4 separate regions of the Mus musculus genome follow, and regions 1, 3 and 4 are each linked to region 2. A link is a contact called in public HiChIP or PLAC-seq data. All regions are on one chromosome and are shown on one strand. Each heading gives the region's core, a stretch centred on a gene start, on an enhancer-like site or on the middle of the called end of the contact. The rest is flanking DNA. Distances are from core to core; before and after follow the strand shown. Region 1 has its middle 120 kb from the start of Gm39467. Region 2 overlaps Gm39461 (a long non-coding RNA gene). Region 3 has its middle 110 kb from the start of Gm39467. Region 4 overlaps 2610035D17Rik (RIKEN cDNA 2610035D17 gene).

Region 1 (5,108 bases), core at 599-3,098, 830 kb after region 2:
AAGACTTGAGTTTGATCCCCAGAACCTGTAAGAGAGGTGGTGCACTCTTGTACTTCAAGGGCTGAGAATATGGGAGAAAGGAGGGTTCCTGGGGCTTGCTGCTCAGCCAGCCTAACCTACTTGGCTAGCCCTAGGTCTGTGAGAAAGCTTATCTCAGAAAAGGGTGAGCAGTACCTGAGAAATAGACCTAGACTCATTCATATATATGCACACACACCTCGTACACATGTGCTCAGGAACACACACATGCACACACACACCTCATCCATACACATACCTCACACACATATGACTAGGAACACACACATATACACACTTCATACACATGTGCACAGAAACACACACACAGGCACACAAACCTCATATATATGTGCATAGGAATATACACACATGCACACACACACATACATACCTCATATACATGTGCACAGGAACACACACACCTCATACACACGTGCACAGGAACACACATATGCACCCACATACCTCATATGCATGTGCACAGGAACACCACACACACACAACACGAGTCACCTGTTGCACAAAACTTGCAAACCTCAGCCTGAATCTAGCAAGATCTTTTTTGAGCAGACGCAGGCAGTGGTCAACAACTGGAGGCTTTCAAGGACCCATGGAAACACTTGAAACTCTTTTTTTAAGAAAGAAAGAAAGAAAGAAAGAAAGAAAGAAAGAAAGAAAGAAAGAAAGAAAGAAAGAAAGAAAGAAAGAAAGAAAGGAAGGAAGGAAGGAAGGAAGGAAGGAAGGAAGATAGACAGACAGACAGACAGACAGAAAGGGAAAGGAAAGGAAAGGAAAGGAAAGGAAAGGAAAGGAAAGGAAAGGAAAGGAAAGGAAAGGAAAGGGAAAGGAAAGGAAAGGAAAGGAAAGGAAAGGAAAGGAAAGGAAAGGAAAGGAAACTATTGGTTCCCAAATACAGAGAACTTTAATTCCCATTACAGATTTTAAGTTACCTATTTACAAAATAGCAGTGTCTGCTATGGCCGTTAGTCAACTCTCAGTTATAAGAGAAAAAAAAAGAAAGAAAGAAAGAAAGAAAGAAAGAAAGAAAGAAAGAAAGAAAGAAAGAAAGGAAGGAAGGAAGGAAGGAAGGAAGAAAGAAAGAAAGAAAGAAAGGAAGGAAGGAAGAAAGAAAGCAAGCTGGAATCACAAGGTTAGATTTTTTTTCCTAACTCTCGAACCAACCAAAAGTTATTACCTTCCCCCATTCCCCTTTCCCTTATGAAATTACATTTAATGTGGGGTGGGGTGGGCTTTAATGTTCTTGGGTGGGATCCCTAAAACTAAGACGCCTTGGAGACTCCTAATTTCCTACACTAGCCTAGTGGTTCTGAGCCTTGCTACACTATATTGCAAGATCCAAGGGAATAACTCAGAGTCTATGACATCACATAGGCCTTTTGTTCTTGATATTTTTATATTAATCTACTCATCAATCTCTCCTATATCTTCCCTTGTAGTATATACTCAGGTTGGAAGGCATAAAGCTGTTATTTCTTCCAAAAACAATCAGCAGTGCTCTAACACAAAGGATCTGGAGTAAGTCTGAGGCCCTAGGGAGATGGTGCTATTGGCTTATAGAGTATTTCAGGATGGCTATGACCGGGGGCAAGACCAACTGGGGACTGGACTCTGTCACGGGTTCAGCAAGAACTTGGCCCAGCTCAAACAGACCAGCTCACCCCTGGGGGCAGGACCAGGCTGTTCCATGGGAGTTGAATAGGTCATTGGCGCAGGAAGTTTGCCAAACCTCATGTCCATCTGTCTGCAGAGAAGTCACATGCAGTGTGCTGGTCACCACAACCCCTTGCTTCCTTGAGGGAGTGTCCAGGCCAGGAGTGTTGGGCTTTTTGCCCAGCTATCAGGAGGCTCCCTACCCCTCACCCTCACGAGGCCCTTTGTATCCATCAGAAGCCAAAGCAAATAAACAAAAGCAAAGTTTTGATCTAGAGAGAGTTCTAGACAATCCTGCTAAAGGGAAGCAGTGGAGAGCTTCAGGGTGGTGCTCACATTGACCCCTCCTAAGCACCACTCCAAACAATCAACAGCCCTGGGCTTCTTCCCGTGTTTGGGAGAAGATACCTTTGAGTAGCTGTCCTGAGACCTCAGGGCTATCATAACTCTAGTGGTTCTGAGAGGCACAGTTGTCCATTTGCAATAGGAAGGATTCAGAGACCCTGAGTGGCTGGCATAAAGGCACATGGTAAGGCCGTCAGTGAAGGCAAGATTGCCATCCTGAGAGTAGTTAGGCTTCTACAATTGCTCTGGTGTCCCCCTGGCCGTTCCTCCAAAAGAAAGTGACCTCAAATCTTCCACTTTGGAATACAAAACCCCAGAGGCTGTGGGCCCTGCTGGGAGAAGGTCCCCGATGATGAATAACTCAGGTTTTTGACTCCCGAGTAATGTTTGTGTCCCCAGGACCTGGTAACTTAGATGATATTTGTCACTCTCATGCTTTGACTAAGCCAGGAGCTGACTCCTGCTGGCTGAGTGGGTAGGTGTGGCCACCCTCCCACACAACCCTCCCATGCACCCCTCCCACACAGAGCCACTGCAGCTTCTCCTGAGCTAGTTACCTCACACCCACCCACCAGCCACCCACCAAGGCAGGGCAGCTTACGTTTGGGCTGTCAGTGGCTTCTCACTTTCTGTCAGTTCGGGGTTCCTCCCGTGGGGCACCCGGAACATTCTCTCAGAATGGAACTGCTCCACCCACTTCATGCTTCCCAGTATAGGCAAAACTCATAAGACACCCCCAAAACGCACTCAGCAAGTTCAGGATATGTTACGAGTCTGCAACATCTTAAGGACATTCAGAAGACTAGGGGGCCTCCTAAACCCGTACTGTGTCTAGCAAAATAAGCTCTCAGCTTAGTCTCTAGCACCTAGCCATCCTGTCCCATCAGTCAAGGGCCCTGGAGTTACCTGAAACAAACAGACTGTGCCTTCAAGGAGCTCTGGGGCTGGGGAGGAAGACTTTTAAGGACACAGGTGGACCGGGGCTGGAGATGTAGCTTTGTTGGTACAGTGCTTGCTTAGCTTGCCTTGAGCCCTGGGTTCAATCTCCAGCATCACATAAAGTAAGCATCACTGTAATCCTGATACCTCGCGGGTAGAGTTAGGAGGGCCACAAGCTCCAAATCATCCTTGGTTACACAGCGAGTTTAAGGCCAGCCTGGACTATCTGAGATTCTGTCCCAATCCCCACTCCCCAAAAATTCAGGGCCTGCAGAGATGGACCAGTGGTTAAAAGCACTTGCTGAGAAAAACATAAGAACCCACATAAAACCCGGGTGTCGTCATGTGCACAGGTAACCCCATTGCTGTGGGGAGTGGAGACAAAAGATCACTGGGACTGCTGGCTGCTGGCTGCTGGCTGCTGGCTGCCGGCTGCCAGCCTAACTCCTAGGTCAGTGAGGACTCTGTCTCAAGGCAGAATTGATAGTACAAGATATTGGACCTGTTCCTCTAGCCTCTGCACGTGTGCACAGATATGCACATCTGCATACGCACATGCACACAGTTTCAAGTTTAAAAATTCAAACAAAGTGATGGGGGCATTGTATACCATACAACTCGAAGCCAGAAGAGGGGGCTTCACAGATATAGATAAGGCAGCCTGGAGTGACAGCAGATTAACTCACTCTCCCACCCATGAAAAGTCCACTGGCAGACTAATCCAGGAGTTGGGAGGGAGCTATTGCTTGCATTAGAGTCTAGAACCTAAAGCTCACCCCCGCTAGCTCCATTTGATGCGGCCTGACTAGACAGAAACTCACACAAGTTTGTCCAGGGGTATTCTCCCTGAGAAATCACAAGGGTCTTCAGGCCCTGTCCCTTGGGCTGGTAGCAGATTCTCTAGAACCAGGAGGCTAGCATGCGAGGGCCTCAGTCAATGGAGTTTGTGTCACTGGAGGCAATCAATATGCAAGCCTGAAAGACAGGCTCAGGAGTGTACCGTGGGCAGGCAGGGGTGTGGAGGGTGAGATTTCCTTTTGGCTGGGTCATCTTTCCCATGATCATGTTAAGTCTCAACTATTTCCAGTAAATGTGTCTGTACACAGGACAGTGGGTCACCTTCTGGTCCCAGCTGCTGCCAGGAACAGTGGTCAACAGCGAGATGTCTGATTGCCAGCCTGATCCCGTGACTCATTCATCAGGGACTCCAGAATGAGTTGGCTGAGCTTAGGCAGGCTTCTTCCAATAAGAGGGCAGACACCCTCAGGTCACTCAACTCCAAGGTGGCTCCACAGGACGAAGGCTCTAAGGTAGTGGGCACACAGCCTAGCATGTAGAGGCTTATGACATACAAGGTATCGGATGCCTTTCCTCTTGGCTGATCAGAGTGCTAGGCTCTAGGCTACAGATTCGGTAACATTATTTCAGCTCTCCAGGAGCATGTTAGATGATTTTCCCTCCATCTACAAATGAAGAAACTGAAGGTCAGTAACTCTTGCTGAGCCACCCCATCCAAGTGGCTGCACAGAGTACTACAGCTGCTTCATCTGACCCCAATGTTGTCTCTCCTCCAGAGCCACCTTCTTCTAGTTATTCTAAGGGCAGATGGGCAGGACTGACTGAGAAATAGGGTACGGAGAGTTAGAGAGAAACAGGGTGCCAAGAGCTAGCACGAGGCTTGAAATGCAGGCGGTTGGTCACAGCTTCTCCAACCTGCCTTCACCTGATGGGCTCAGACCAACAGAGGTCCCGCCAAGAAGTGGGCAACCAGTTGAAGCCTGTGCCTCCACATTCTGTTTCCCATCTTCTGCCAGCTCTGAAGTGCCAGGCAGCCACCTCCCTACCACCCAGAGAGGACAGAGAACACCAGTGCCTGGCACAAAAGCCCGCCTCTGGGGCCTGGTCCCTGGCTCATTGCACTCAGCTGTCGGATTAAAGGGGCTCAGACTAAGGTCGTCCTGCTTGGAAACTGGCAGGGCTACCCTACACCAAGGCAGGAGGCCCTTCCTTCCTCTGGGCTCTCCAGGAGGCCATCAGACATCCTGAAGGAGCCATGGTCAGAGAACACAGGTTAGGTTAGCATCCACTTTTCTTTCTAACCATTACAGAAGGCAGGAGTCCTCAGAGGCCCC
Region 2 (4,807 bases), core at 280-2,779:
TGAGATGGATTGTTATCTGTATGTATGCATGCATCTCTGTGTGAGTCTATACAATGTGTATGTCAGATCCTATAGAGGATAGAGAAGATCGTTGAATCCCTCAGAACTGGAGTTATAAGAGAAGAGGAGCTGCCAGTTACTGGCACAATAAACCAGATCCAGGGACTCTGAAGAACAGGGGGCACTCTTAACTCAAGGGCTGTTCTCCCCAGCCCCAAGATCCCAGCTTCTTGTTTGTTTGTTTGTTAGGTTGGTTGGTTTTGGGGTTTTGGTTTTATAGAATTTTTGTCCTAAAATACTATATAGTGCTGTTCATGAATGGGCATTATAGGCAATGTCTAGATTATCAGGCCTAATAAATCCTCTCTGGGCATCTGAATGACTATAATTATTGTTTGCCCCATGAATAGACTACTGGAACACATGAAGAGGCAGGTCCTACAGATCCAAAGAGGAGAGATCATCATGGCACAGGGGAACAACAGAAGACCAGAGAGGAGTCCCTGTGAAGATCCAGTACTGATGGTGTAGTGGCCTTGAACCAGACAAGTGACTCATTCATTGCAATGAACATTCACAAGTACAGATGTGTGGACAAAAGGGTATAGTGTGGGACACAAGGGGATTTTTTTTTCTTTTGGTGGGGAGGTTGCAAGAATAGGGGTGGCTACAAGGGGGTGGGGAGATGAGTAGAATTGGGGTGCATGATATGTAATTCACAAAGAATCAATAAAATGTTAAATAAGAAATACTAATTTATTCTATTGTCCTCAGAATGTGTGGATAGTTATACTAGGAGATAATTTAGATTATTCTGGCTTACCATTTTTGCCTGAACTGTGCATAATCTTCACACACAACTTAACATCCGTACCTATTACTCTTGTAGTAAAGATCTAAAGATCAGACATGATAGAAAACTCTCTGAGCCCATTCCAAGGACTCTCGTTCCTAGTACTATTTAATGACACAACCCACCAGAAGTCCAAATCCTCTGATTCATTGAGTTAAAGGTCAGCTACTGTTAGTGGGCTTAGCTCCTATCCTTCCTGCCTGGGATGGGCGGTAAGTGAGTGTGTCACTGTGATGTTCTCGGCTCTCTTTTGAATATCTAGAAGGCTGTATTTTTTCTCTTAGAGATTCAACCTTCCATGTTCTGATTTTTTTTACTCAGTATTTTCCATACACCCTCTCCCTTGGCAGCCTGGAAAGTCATCAATGGTGTGCATGTGAGAGTCTGCTTACACAGGATGCCAACAGATGGCAATATTTTATCATTATTACCCAATACCGAGACCCTTCATCTGTTGACACCGGGAGCCCAAGGAGTCGGCTCTTTGGTGTGACACATGTCACCGAAGTTTCACCCCCCATTAACCGTGCTGTTGTTTGTGATTGTTAAGCTGTGTGCCTCACCGTGTGTCACATTCTTGACTTCTACAAGGGCCCATTACTAAGTGGCATCTGAGCCCTGTGACTCATAGAAGGTACCAGGCTTGGAAAAATAAACACTTGCACATTCGGCAGAGATTAGAGCCACTGGCTGGTAGGGGACTGGATGGCAGTTCATGGAAAAAGCCGTTTCTGTGACTCATCTATCACTGCACTGGAAGAAAGGCAGAGTTACCACCGTGGAGCGATGCACATTGGCAAGCACAAGGCGAACCATCCTGTCTATGGTGAGCAGGGCTTGGTCCGTGGAACGAGAAGATACGAGGCTGATATTCCAAAATATCAAGAAAATTTGTGACCTCAAAAATGAAGATTTCAGAAGAAGATGTTTATAATTGTTTTATCTATTTCCTCAAGATCTGTTCCTTACCTATCTACCTATCTCTTTCTTACCTATCAGTCTATCTTCCTATAGGCATTCTCTCTGCACCTCAAATCACATTCTTTTCTTTGTTCAGTTACTGTTCGTGTCCTCCATCCCTCTGCCTCCTCCCCGTAACCTTCCCATCTTCACCTTTTTTGGTCTTTCCACCTCATCCTCAGTCCAGACTCATTCCCTTCCCAGCATGCCTTGCTGGACTTCGATCCAGGAAAGGCATTCTGCGTCTTCGGGGTTGGCAGCGGGGGAACAGGATGATCTTGCCAATACCACCTACCCAAGGAACTGAATTTACAAAGTGAATCCCCTCCAGCCACCATGGGCTGTAGCCACTGCCAACTTTATAATTGTAAGTCGTCTAATGGTTGAAACTGGCCTGAGACTAAAGAAATTCAGGCAGATCAACGCTCCAGGTTGGGGTTTGGGAACGTTTTAGGGTTTCTTTCTGTACATGCAACTTTGGAGGCTGTATTTCAATTCTTGATCCCCTTTAGCAATTTGGCTCGTTTTCTGTTTGTGCTTCTCTTTTATAACATTTTTTTTTTTTTAAGAAGAGAAATCTGACTTCTTTCTTCTTCTTCTTCTTCTTCTTCCAGGAAGGGAAGAGCAAACGCCGATGCCGAAGCTTCCACTAACCGTCTTCCCCAGACCGTCTACCCTACTCACTAAGGGGTCATGACCACGTAGTCAAACAACCAAGGTCAGGGGGGGTAGAAAACAGATGGGGACCAATGTCTTGCAGATCCCACACCTTCTTTTAAAAATCTGTTTCAAAAAAAATAGGTTTCTGTGAAAGAACATTTCCGAAGGTGCCTTTATAAACACACCGCTTGGGTCCTGGGCCTCTAAAACAGTGTTTTTGTGTAGGGCATTTGCTATCCAACAAGGTTTTATTGAATATCCCTCCCACTTGTTGTTGTTACAATAATCCATGCTGATTATAAACCATGCTCCATAAAATGTCACCAAACACACCCACACCAGGCAGCACCACGGGGCAGACTCAAGCCGGAGCGCCTCGGACCATAAAACGTAGACCGCCAGGAATACGGCTACCATTTATTTCCCTGCAGTGGGCTTTCCCTCTGTCTCTCTCTAGGCAGGTTTTCCTTGTGTTGAAAGGGAACTTCTGGTCAAAAGTCAGCAAGCAAAGTTGTAGAAAGCTTTGATAGTCAGTGAAGTGAATCATGGCTACACATGGCAGCCGCATGCACCAATGGAGCCTCTTGCTGGGCGGACCTCCCTCGAAGAAGAACATCCCCTGGTCATCAGTCAAAGGGGCCCCCAACAGTTAGGTGCAGCCAATGGCTTCACCAGCTCCGCTGTGCCTGGGTCCCAATTGCCCTTTTTCCACAGGTATTGCTAAAACAAATAGCAGACACTATTTACTGGGTGTGATGCTTTCAATCGCATTAATCTAGCCAGTAAAAAAATTTATGGCTAATAAAAATTCCACCATGACATGGCTGATTGGAGGGGAGGCTGCAGGATGGAAATCCAAGCCACGCCTCTGCCCCTAGCTAGGCTTGTCTCAAACGCTGGAAGGAAGTAGGAGTCCGGGAAGAGAAAGACAGAAAAATCTCTGGGGTTGTTAAAACTAATTCAAGGGTAGATGGCTAAAACTCTTAAAGTATTTAATAAGCCCAGACTCTGCTGTGTGATTGACTGGACACCTACCCTGAAAAGCTACGTGGGTAAGGTACAGACATCGTCTTACCTCCAGTAGAAAAACCACCCTAAGTTCCATCTAGTCTTATGATCACATGATTGTTTTCCTATAATAAAACACATATTTAGAATCCAATCAGCTTATTTAAAAAAAAAAAAGCTGGCGTACCTACGGTGGGTGCGCCCCCTGTTTGTCTCTCTGGATTGATGCCAGTCGGAGCTGTAGCCCTGAAATATCTGTCTCACCCCTGGCTGGCTTATGCTTACTGAACATGGCTTCAGAGGGTGTTGACGAAGATCTCTTAACGCCGGTGAGTCATCCATCCTTTTCCCAGCTGAGAGACTCCTTGGTTCCCAGAGTCTCCAAACCCTGCCTGCTCCATGGTTTCTCCCTTGAGTGGGCAGCTGATCCAATTATTTATTAATGATCACAGACCACACACAGCAATGAGGATGTTATTTTAATGAATTTATATTGGAAGTCCTGCCACTGGGGCCGAGGGCTTGATTAGCTTATTGCGGTTAATACTTCAAGTAGCTTATCCAATATCCATTATCCCATTCTTTCATAGTAATAGAACCCCAAACTTAATCCATGTGGCAATATGCCCAGCCAAAAGACTTGATTTGCAAACTCCCATATGCTAAGGGTGGCCAATAAGGTGTAATTTGGAAGCGGGGAGGGGGTGTCTTTTGAGAGATCCGGATTGGGCAGCAGTACTTGAGGCATGCGCTGGCTCTTTGGTCTCAAAATGCCTTGTACTTTTCCGCGGAAAGTACAAACCCAATGACTGAAACTCCAGCTGTCACCTAGGAACATCAGCGGACATGAGGGATGGATGTAACCTTTAAGCATGGAGTTGCAAAGAGATGCCAGGGATAGCCTGCCTTTCTGGTGACCCCATTCCAGAGTCCTGACCTCTCGGGCACGTACTTCTGGATTGTTTGCATTCAAAAGAAGAAAGGAACTTCCTTGATGTTACACGTCCTTTCGATGCTAGGCTGGTAAGCATAATCAAGGCGCTAGAAGTAGAAAAAAAAAATTTATGCTACCATGACCTGTGCTCCATAATTAAAGATGTAAATTTCTCATTTATATAAATGAGAGGAAATCAATCTCATTTATATGAAAGGGGAGGAGGGATATCAGAAGCACTCATGTGGAGGTCAGAGGTCAACTTGCAGAAATCTGTTTTCTCTTCTAGCATGTGGGTTCCAGGGATTGAACTCAGGTGGCCAAGCTTGGCAGCAATGACCCTTTTCCACTGCACCATCTCAATGGCAGCAACAATCTTGATTTAAACATAG
Region 3 (5,105 bases), core at 126-2,625, 850 kb after region 2:
GTGTGGCATACCTTGAATGATTTTTATCAGAGATACCTTTATCTCTGATTTTTTTTTCATCTATCTGGAGATCCTCAGTGCTTATGTGGCTTATGTCAAACTCCAGATGGGAACTCAGGACTGAGAAGATTCTTTTCCTGGCCATTTCTACCCAGAGAGGAAGCTGGCTGCTAGACACCAGAAAGGGCCATTCATTCTACACACACGCGCGTGCGCACACACACACACACACACACACACACACACACACACACACCACATTAGTTCAAGTTCTTATTCCCTGATTATACTGGCTCTGGTGTGTGTGTGTGTGTGTGTGTGTGTGTGTGTGTGTGTGTGTGTGTAGCTTGCTCACACATGTATGCACATGGATCCAAAGAACAGAGTTGGGTAATGTTCGTCATACACCTTACGCCTGCATCTTTGTTTGGTTTCGTCTCTCTGGCCTGGAACGTGCCAGTTAGGCTGGGCTACCTGGCCAGAAAGCTCCTACTTGTCCATCTTCCCAGCCCTGGCTTTTTCATACAGGAATCAGTGATGGAGCTCCAGGCTTCATACTTGCAAGATGCATTTTACTGTCTGAGGCATGGCTTTAGCCCCCGAAGACAGGTCCTTTGGGATCTTCTACAGTCCTTGTAACCTGCTGCTTCCCAAGGTTAGAGAATAGCCATCAAAGCTCTTGGGATGAATTGATCCTACTTATTGCTCACCTATATCCTAACGCTGCTCTCCCACAGGCAACCTCAGTGCCCCTAACGTGCACACTCCAGCTCCTCAAGTCTGGCAGGAGGTCTCACTGCAGTATATCTATCCTCAAAGGCATGAAATGAAGGTGGGTGGGTTTCTTCCTTCTCTCTCCCTTGCTCACTTATACAGACCACCCACTTTCTGTTTGCCCTGGTCTCCAACCTTGAAACCTGAGACCTTTTTCTCTAGGAACCACCCATGTTTAAACAAATAAATACCCAGAAGGAACCCACGCCCCAGTGGTGGTGGTATCCAAATCCCAGGGAGGAATGGGGGGGAAGGGGTTCCCTGGGACATCTCTGGCATTTGTGTCCATAACACACCTTTGGCCAGTCCTGAGTAAGTGTTGGGCCACCGCCTTGAGACAGGCTACAATGCAACCCGCACATGTGCAGAGAGACAACATAGCAGGAGACAGAAGAGAGGAGCTTGTGGCTGCCGGAACTTAAGAACGAGGAGGCAGATGCTGGGGGTCCTCCAGGCAAAGATGAAACTTAAGATATGTGCATAGATTCTGTGTGACTCGTACATCACTCAGCCAGAAACTTCTTCTAACCCTCCTAGCAGAGGGAGAGCCAAGAGCCACCGAGAGCAGAGAGAAACAGTGCTTTTGTGAGTCAGAAGCACTTCAGTGGAAGCCAGAGAGGGAGAACACTGGAGGGATGCCCGAGTCAAAACCTCTCTGCCTCCTGACTCAGTGCAGAGAGCAACAAATTCACTAGGCTTCATGGAGCAGGACAGCCAGGCTCTGGAGTAGATGAGCTGTGCAAGCAAAAGTCGGTAATAGGAAGAATTTAAAAAGTCTGTCTGAGGGGCCGCGGATGTAGCTAAGTTGACTGAGCACTTGGCTTGCATTGCTTGAACCAGGATTGGTCACCAGGACTGTACCGACAGGACAGTGATGGTTCATGTCTGCAGTCTGCAGTCCCAGCACGAGCCAGAGAGGAGCCCAAGGCTATTCTCTGAGCTGTCTTAAAGAAATAAAGTAAACGGCTGAGAAAAGGAAAATCAGTGAGCCCTGGGCAGGTTATCAAATGCTGAGCAGTGAGTCCTAAACTAGTACATATGAGTAATTCAAAGTGGGCTCAGCACCAAAGCCCCCTTCTCTAACTATCATTGCATATATAGAGATATGCATATACAGACATATATGCATGCATGCATATACATGTACATATACACACATATAAACATGCACATATACACACATATGTATATCCATACACACATGTACACATGTATATATACACATATGTACACGTGTATGTATACACATGTATGTGTATGCATATGTAATCGGCACACATGTATGTACATGCATATGTGTATCTATATGCAAGAATAATAATTAGAAATGAGGAATTTAAGAGAGAGTGGGAGTTACAAGGGGGAGGGGGATGAGAGCGGTGGAAGTGGAATAAATAAAACAGTACCCATGTACAACATTCTCAAAAAAAATAGATTAGAAAATAAAATAAACTTAAAACTAAAGAAAATAACGTACACCTGAGAAGGGGAAAGAGGTCTTTCCACAACTATTCCTTTAAGAGATGTTTGACGTTTACAGATGCCCTCCTCTGAAGGCAGAGAAAGGGACAGGGGTCTTCAGAGGTGGGCCTCATGGCTTATGGTGGCTAAGGAGAGAGTAGACTAGATGTCACTAGAAAGCTGGCTGGTCCCACTGGTCCATGAGGAAGCAGGGAGGGAAAAAAAAGAGACCATGTTTCAAAAATAAACACCATCCCCAAAATCAACACTGTTAATGGAAATGACTAATCAAGGGTGTGCTGAACTTGGGGGTTCTTGATAAGACGCAGAGGGAAATGTACGTGGAAAAATAACAGATTCCCCTGCTTTGGTAAGTCAATAAAGAGATGGAGGGGGTGGGAGTACAGAGTCAGAGCTGGGGCCAAGTTGGAGGTGGGGAGCACAGGGTTACAGTTGAGTGGGGAGAGGGGAGCCCAGGTTAGAGCTGAGGAGGAGGGAGGAGGAACCCAGGGTTACAGCTGGGGAGGAGGGTATGGGGGAGTCCAGGGTTCAAGCAGGGGTCAAGGGGGAAGAGAAGCACTCAAGGATAGAGAGCCAAAGGGCAAGGGGGAAGTAGGAGCTCAAGGTCAGAGCCAGGGGGTAGGCAGGCAAGGAGGAAGCAGGGAGCCCAGAGTTGAGGGAACTAGAGGCTGAAGAACTGTGATATCAAGACTCACATAGAAAGAAAAGCACATTCTCACAGGGGCCGCACGTGCTCCAAAAAGCTCGCAGTATACAAACAGGGGAGAGGCAGGTGCTGTGCAGAACACCTATAAAGACCACTTGGCCTATCGCAGGGTACATTTGAGCACATGCCTTTTCTCTCCGCTCACTAGTCCGTTCCCATGCTCCTTGGAAGACTGTCCTTTTCTTCCTGTCCTTCTTCTAATCACAGGTCTCTCGATTCAGTCCTCTGCTGTGTGACACAAGAACCTAGCTAGGCACTTCAACAGAAGTCCAGGGACACTCCAGCAGGCCCTCTTGGGACTCACCTATACAACTGTGGCAGAGCTCTGCAGCACACCTGTTAGCTCCAGCAAGCCTGACTACTAGGGACACATCATCCTTTGTTTGGTGGCCGTCCCTTGTTCTATAGGATTCTTGCAACATCCCCAGCCTCTGCCTCTAGATGCTAGTAAGAATCTTTCTTAGCTGCGATGAACAGAAGGGTCCAGACTTTGCAGCTGGGGGTCTTAGAGGCTCCTTCTCAGCAAACAAAGCATCCAGGAATCCTCTATCCCTGAGTGGGATTATCTGTGGCCTCTTTAAGGGCTGGAAAGAGACAAGCAGATGGCCAGTTGGAAGGGAACATAGCGTCTCATGCATCGGAAGTCACTAATGGTTCTGGGCTGCCAGTAACTACAAAAAAACTCTCTGCTAGTTCCACTGACCAGTGAAACCAGGATCTTGTCTGCTTAGGAGGAAACAACAACAACAAAAAAAGAGGTCTGGGGAGACAGCTCTGTCAGTAAAGTGTTTGCCACACAAGCATGGGGATCCCCAGAAAGCCCCCTTACCCCTTGCAAAACCAGATGTGATGGTGTGTGTTTGTAATAAGTGTTGAAGAGGGGGAGACATGTGGGCCCCTGGGACTTTATGTTCCAGGCCAGGGATAGACCCTATCAAAAAAAAAAAAAAAAAAAAAAAAAAAAAAAAAAAAGAAAAGAAGAAGGAGAAGAAGAAGAAGAAGAAGAAGAAGAAGAAGAAGAAGAAGAAGAAGAAGAAGAAGAAGAAGAAGAAGAAGAAAAAAAGTGGATGGTGGTACCTAATAAATGACATCCAAGGTTGACCTCTGGCCTACACGCATATACGTGCCCACATTCGCATACATACTCCACACACATACACATGGAAACTATGAGCAGATATACAGCCCTCATTTTCCCTTTTTCCTCAACGCCATCTTGACTAGGTGGGTCAAGTGTGCTATCATCTACCTCAAGGAGGAAGTCTGCAGCCAAGGGACGTCCAAAATGCCAACCAGGGGAGGGTCAATGAATAGAGCCAGCTATCCTAATGGGCTCTCACAAGAGGCCCCCATAGAGTCAGTAAGAGTCACTTCTCAGACCCCAAGTTCTTTTGGAAAAAAACAAGATCAAAGAAAGGACAAGAGACTCGGGAAGGGATTCTAGAGATGCTTTTGAGACATCCGTGGTGAGCCACAACTCTCTTGTCCTACCCTGTGTTAATGACACTCCATGTCTATGAAGGAGGGTAACAGAGGAGCCCACTGTGATGGTCAGGAAACCTCCTATCATCCATGACATATAATCCCAGCTCAGGGTCACAGCCCAGGCCACTGAAGACCTGGCAGCCTGCTATCTATGTCCCTAGCCCAACCCAGCACCATACCCCAATTAGAGGCCCATGATCATATGCTTTATTTGTACGTCTCACTGCCAAGTGCAGTGAAGTTAGTCTCAGAGGTTTCTTTTTTGTTGTTGTTGTTGTTGTTTTTGTTTCCTTTTGTTTGTTTTGTTTTGTTTGTTTTGTTTTTTTGTTTTCTTTTTTTTTAATTAGGTATTTTCCTCATTTACATTTCCAATGCTATCCCAAAAGTCCCCCATACCCTCTCCCCCCCCCCCCTACCCACCCACTCCCACTTTTTGGCCCTGGCGTTCCCCCGTACTGGGGCATATAAAGTTTGCAAGTCCAATGGGCCTCTCTTTCCAGTGATGGTTGACTAGGCCATCTTTTGATACATATGCAGCTAGAGTCAAGAGCTCCGGGGTACTGGTTAGTTCATATTGTTGTTCCACCTATAGGGTTGCAGACCTCTTCAGCTCCTTGGGTATTTTCTCTAGCTCCTCCATTGGGGGCCCTGTGATCCG
Region 4 (4,519 bases), core at 1,398-3,897, 930 kb after region 2:
CCAGACAGACCCTCCCTCTGTCCTGTCTCCATAACAACAAGGCCTGTGGGAAGGTGGACCCTTTTGACCATATAGAGACAAAACCCTGTGACAGAACAAGCCAGGCGTAAGACAGGTCCTCTACAGAGCCGCTTTTGGCATGTGTGTCCCTTGTGAGCACCTACCCAGGCCATGACAGGGTAAGGCGTGTTTTGTCCTACCGGCATCACCAGGGGACAGTTTTCTGCTGCTCACTTGCCTGGTGAAGAGTCCTATATTCTCAGAGTCACACCTAAGAAAGGCATGACGACCCTTCAGCTCTGCCATAGCTTCAGGCTGCAAGAAAATCTCTCTGTGAAAACATCAGCTGGCAGAATATGGCCCGAAAGCCACCGTCTCCTGTCTACTGGCCTAGAATGTTCTCTCGCCCGGGTCACTGCCTGCACTTTGTCCAGATGCTACCACCTGCAACCCAAGGATCTCTCCGTTGCTCTCCACCCCTCTGCTCTTTTCATTGGAAAGGATTGATCCCTTGCTCTTTAACAAGAAAAAGAAAGAAAGGAAGGAAGGGAGGGAGGGAAAGGGAACGGGGAACGGGGAACGGGGAACGGGGAACGGGGAACGGGGAACGGGAACGGGAAGGGAAGGAAAGGAAAGGAAAGGAAGAAAAGAAGAGAAGAGAAGAGAAGAGAAGAGAAGAGAAGAGAAGAGAAGAGAAGAGAAGAGAAGAGAAAAGAAAAGAAAAGAAAAGGTTTATTTATTTTATGTGCATGGGTGTGGGTGTTTTGCCCTCATATATATCTGTGTACCATGTGTGCTCGATGCCCACAGAAGCCAGAAGAGGGGGTTGGCACTGGATTTATGGGTATTTGTGAGCCTTTATGTTGGCCCTGGTAACTCAACCTGGGTCCTCTGGAAGAGCAGCCAATGCTCCTAACCACTGAGCCATCTCTCCTTCCTGGCTCTTGTTTATTTATTTTTTGTTTGTTTGTTTGTTTGTTTTCCACAGCATTATCACTTCTGGGTCTGGGTCTGTCTGTCTGTTTAGAGTATGTCTATCCTCTCTAGAGATGGAGATGAAGACTTTTTCTCCTTTGTTTTCTGTAACTGTACTGTACTTAGTAAGCATTGGCTAAATACCTGTTGGGTGAGTATATGTCTTACCCATTTGCTGTCTGTCTGTCTCTGTGTGTCTGTCTGTCTCTGTCTCTTTCACACACACACACACAACATACACAGACAGACACACATACAAACACACACATGCACACGACACACACACACACGCACACACACATATCAATGCATAACCCTCCTACATTCAGGTTAGAGCACACTCTCAAAGGCCAGCCAGGCAGCCGCGCACCTCTGGCCCCCACAGAGGCTGTCTGCAGACCCACGAGAGACTTCAGGTGTTTGACCTTTGCTCTTTTTTTCCAGATCACTGAGGAAACATGACAGCAGTGTGACACACTGAATGAAAGCTCAGGGTTCCCTGTCCCCATCCCCAAAGCCCAGGACATTGCTTTCTGCAACCAGGAAGCCATTCCACAAACTGATAACACCCTCTCTCAGAACCTGCCAATCCTTTAGAAAACTCCAAAACAAGACAAAAAAAAAAAAAACCCTATATTTTCCTGGCAGCCCAGCCAATCTTTTACCAAAAGTGAGTCCCCACCTCCTTTTTTTGGAGACTGATTTTTTTTTAATGGGGGGTGGTAGGTAGGGGAGGGAGAGTCCATGTTTCTTCCTCAAACTACTGCAGGTTCTTCCTCTCTGAATGACAAAACTTGTTTCTCCATGATGACATGGTGAAATACACCGTTCTGACCCTCAGGGCTTTGGAGAAGAGAAAATAAAACCTCAACCCTGCCCAGCTCACAAGATTTTACAGAGCAGATTACAATCCCCAGCCTCCCTCTCTTCCTTGTGAGTCACAAAACAGCTGCCTTCCAGACAGGGCTGACCTGACGGCTACAGAGAGGATATTTTCTCACAGAATCCACAAAGGACTCGAATGGAGCTTTTCCCTGAAGTGCAAGACAAGTGGACAGTCTCACCAGGCTTGCCCGGCCACGGGCTATTCTGCCACTGTCTCCTTTCGACCTGACCTACAGGGATTCACGTAGCCTCTGGGTCCCGGGACACTTTCTGTCCAACCGGTTTTGCCCATTAGTTTTGTTTCAGGAAGGATTGTCACCAAGGAGATGTCCTAGTGTCAGAGGCAGGAGGGAAAAAGAAACCCACCTGCAGTCAACCATTAATCCCTTAAACCAAAGCCTGGCAGCAAGTTCCAGCCCCTGAAAGGCTGAAAGGACAATGTTTTCTGTCTATCATAAGTCAAAAAAGAAATAAAAGCCCACTCAAGGACACTAGAGCTGTGACCACCATCCACAGGGGAAGCTCGGCCAGAGACATGTCCCCAGAGGTTCTGTATATTGCCCAGCCTTGGGAAATTGGCTTGACGTGTGTTTTCCTTTTCGAAAAGAGCGTGGCAGGAAGGAAACAGAAAGCAGAGTCTGTGATTAAGAAAAAGGAAAAGTGGTTTTTGAATGTGATTCAGGTCGCTCCCCTGTGACCCAAGGAGCCGCAGGGCACATGCACCTCCTACCAGGGCAGCGCTGGCCTTCTGTTTGCTATGCCCACAACGTGGCCGGCCGGCCTTCCTATCAGGACCTCTATGGAGAGGTGGGTGGAGCAACGCCAACCAAGCCCGGTTCCTGGATGTTAGCTTAAGCACTATGTCCACAAGCATTTGGGCTGTTCAAGAGGAACGGACACAGTCCTGACGCTAGGAGCCCTCTTATAGAGCAAGAGGAAATGACGACTTCATCTCTTCTAGGAGGAACCTCACAGTGCCCTGGGGAACTATCCACACAGACCCACACTACAGACAGATGGACTTCCCGAGATGACAGTGGACAAACAGGAACTCTAATGGTGGTTTGTCATTTTCAGGAAGGTTTGTTTTCCTTAAATAAGCATCGTGCTCAATGTATGCAGCGACAGCCAATGTGATCTCCCCAGCCAAGCCATGTCCCCAATCCACATACCACATTGGCCACCCTTATCCCTGCCCCGTCTTTTCACCTAATTGTTCCTGGTGTGGACTCTGTATTTGTCTTATTTTTGCCTTGGTTATCTATGGAGATGAAATATTTTAGATGTTTGTGGGTCCTGACTAAACCAGGAAATTGGGGACAGCCAGAAAGTTGTCTCTTATTGAGAGCATTGCAGGTGGGGAAAAACATACCATTTTCAAAGAGAGCCAGGTGTGTGTGAGCACACATCTGGCGTACCGGAACTTTGGGAGGCTGGGGCAGGAGGAGCTGAAGTTTGAGACTACTATAGGCTATACGGCAAGTGTAAAGCTAGCCCGACGTACATGATGAGAACCCTCCCCTCCCCATCTCAAAGAAACAAAGGGTCAGGTTATAGTTCATGGGTACAGTGGCTGTCAAGCATGTCCAACACTAGCAAGCAAAAAAAAAATTAAAAGTCTTGTATGCACAGAAGAAAGGCTTAATGACTTTGGGATGGTTAATGGGGAGAAAGAAAGCTGTGTGCAGTGGTCGGGTTGGCTCTGCACGCTCATACTGCTGAAGAGCTCTCTCCCTTGCCTTGTGTGTTACTCATGAAGCAAGGGAGCCTAAGGAGCCAGTGAAACAGGCAAAAGTTCTCAGAGCCCTGAGACTGATGCCTGGGAGAGACTCAGCAGGCTGCATCGGGCTGGCCTTACCCCTCTGAAGTCAACTATAGATGGCCAGCCCACCTGACCATGTGACACGTGGGCACATGCCAGATGAACAGGAACTGTAGCCACACACAGAACGTCTCATGAAAATTGCGTGTCTGAGCCATGACTGGAAGGAAGATCATTGAGAAAAAATGTATGGATTGGCAGCCTATTCATCACAATGTTCCCTTCTTCCCATGGTTGAGCTCATGAGAATTCTTGCTGTCCTGGGTGGAACCAGAGGCAGGAGCTAGACAGACAGATGCACACACGCATGCACATATGCACACAACATAGACAAACCCTTGTGTGCACACATGACCTTTCATGTGCTCAGGACATATACATTTATATATGCATACCACACACACACACACATACACCACATAAGGAGAAAATCCATCACCTTTGATTTGCCTGTCTCATCCTGAGAAGCTTGGGTGTAACCCCTGGGAACGAGCTCTGAGGCCACACGTGGATGAAACTCCTTGCCCGGTGACAATGACGTCATGTCTCCTGGGCATTGGCTCCCTTGGGAATGTGTGAGTGGGTCCCCTGGGGCAGAGAGCAACTGCTCCAGGGGTGATTCATAAGTGCTGCTCCCAACCCTGTACAGTCCTCAGCCTCTCTGTGGAGCTCACATCCAAGGCTGCTGTGTGCTGTAGACCTTCCCAGTCATTGCTCTAAGCAGAGCATTTGGTGGGCAGGAGTGGACACTTGGGGCCACCTTGTCTCCATCCCTGCCCCTCTCTTCTGTCACACTCCCCACCCCCAAAAAAACTGGGAGAACAGATCGAGGTGGGG

Evidence for each region. HiChIP or PLAC-seq counts read pairs in DNA pulled down with a chosen protein or histone mark.
Region 1: a FOXA1 HiChIP or PLAC-seq map of pancreatic cancer cells shows a contact between it and region 2. The contact joins two enhancer-like sites. A contact is called at or near these places in 2 of 115 datasets of contacts at active chromatin or transcription factors (bone marrow-derived dendritic cells and pancreatic cancer cells) and 2 of 9 other capture datasets (embryonic tail and embryonic trunk).
Region 3: an HNF4G HiChIP or PLAC-seq map of pancreatic cancer cells shows a contact between it and region 2. The contact joins two enhancer-like sites. A contact is called at or near these places in 1 of 115 datasets of contacts at active chromatin or transcription factors (pancreatic cancer cells) and 2 of 9 other capture datasets (embryonic tail and embryonic trunk).
Region 4: a contact with region 2 is called in a FOXA1 HiChIP or PLAC-seq map of pancreatic cancer cells. The contact joins two enhancer-like sites. A contact is called at or near these places in 1 of 115 datasets of contacts at active chromatin or transcription factors (pancreatic cancer cells) and 1 of 9 other capture datasets (embryonic stem cells).

Annotation. Positions count from the first base shown.
Region 1 is chr11:113,006,958-113,012,065 of GRCm38.p6, forward strand. No RefSeq gene overlaps it. Among named protein-coding and RNA genes, the nearest start is that of Gm39467, 120 kb to the right of the region's middle. Within about 2 kb of position 1,849, at least 38 of the 459 cell types and tissues checked have an H3K27ac peak or open chromatin away from gene starts, as enhancers often do. A contact at or near this core is called in pancreatic cancer cells, where this site is marked.
Region 2 is chr11:112,172,337-112,177,143 of GRCm38.p6, forward strand. It overlaps Gm39461 (a long non-coding RNA gene), which reads left to right. Exons shown (of 3, transcript XR_880297.2): 2 at 411-602; 3 at 2,428-2,605. Among named protein-coding and RNA genes, the nearest start is that of Gm39461, 17 kb to the left of the region's middle. Within about 2 kb of position 1,530, at least 25 of the 459 cell types and tissues checked have an H3K27ac peak or open chromatin away from gene starts, as enhancers often do. A contact at or near this core is called in pancreatic cancer cells, where this site is marked.
Region 3 is chr11:113,025,781-113,030,885 of GRCm38.p6, forward strand. No RefSeq gene overlaps it. Among named protein-coding and RNA genes, the nearest start is that of Gm39467, 110 kb to the right of the region's middle. Within about 2 kb of position 1,376, at least 44 of the 459 cell types and tissues checked have an H3K27ac peak or open chromatin away from gene starts, as enhancers often do. A contact at or near this core is called in pancreatic cancer cells, where this site is marked.
Region 4 is chr11:113,099,059-113,103,577 of GRCm38.p6, forward strand. The region is part of intron 1 of 2610035D17Rik (RIKEN cDNA 2610035D17 gene); the gene reads right to left. Among named protein-coding and RNA genes, the nearest start is that of Gm39467, 33 kb to the right of the region's middle. Within about 2 kb of position 2,648, at least 105 of the 459 cell types and tissues checked have an H3K27ac peak or open chromatin away from gene starts, as enhancers often do. A contact at or near this core is called in pancreatic cancer cells, where this site is marked.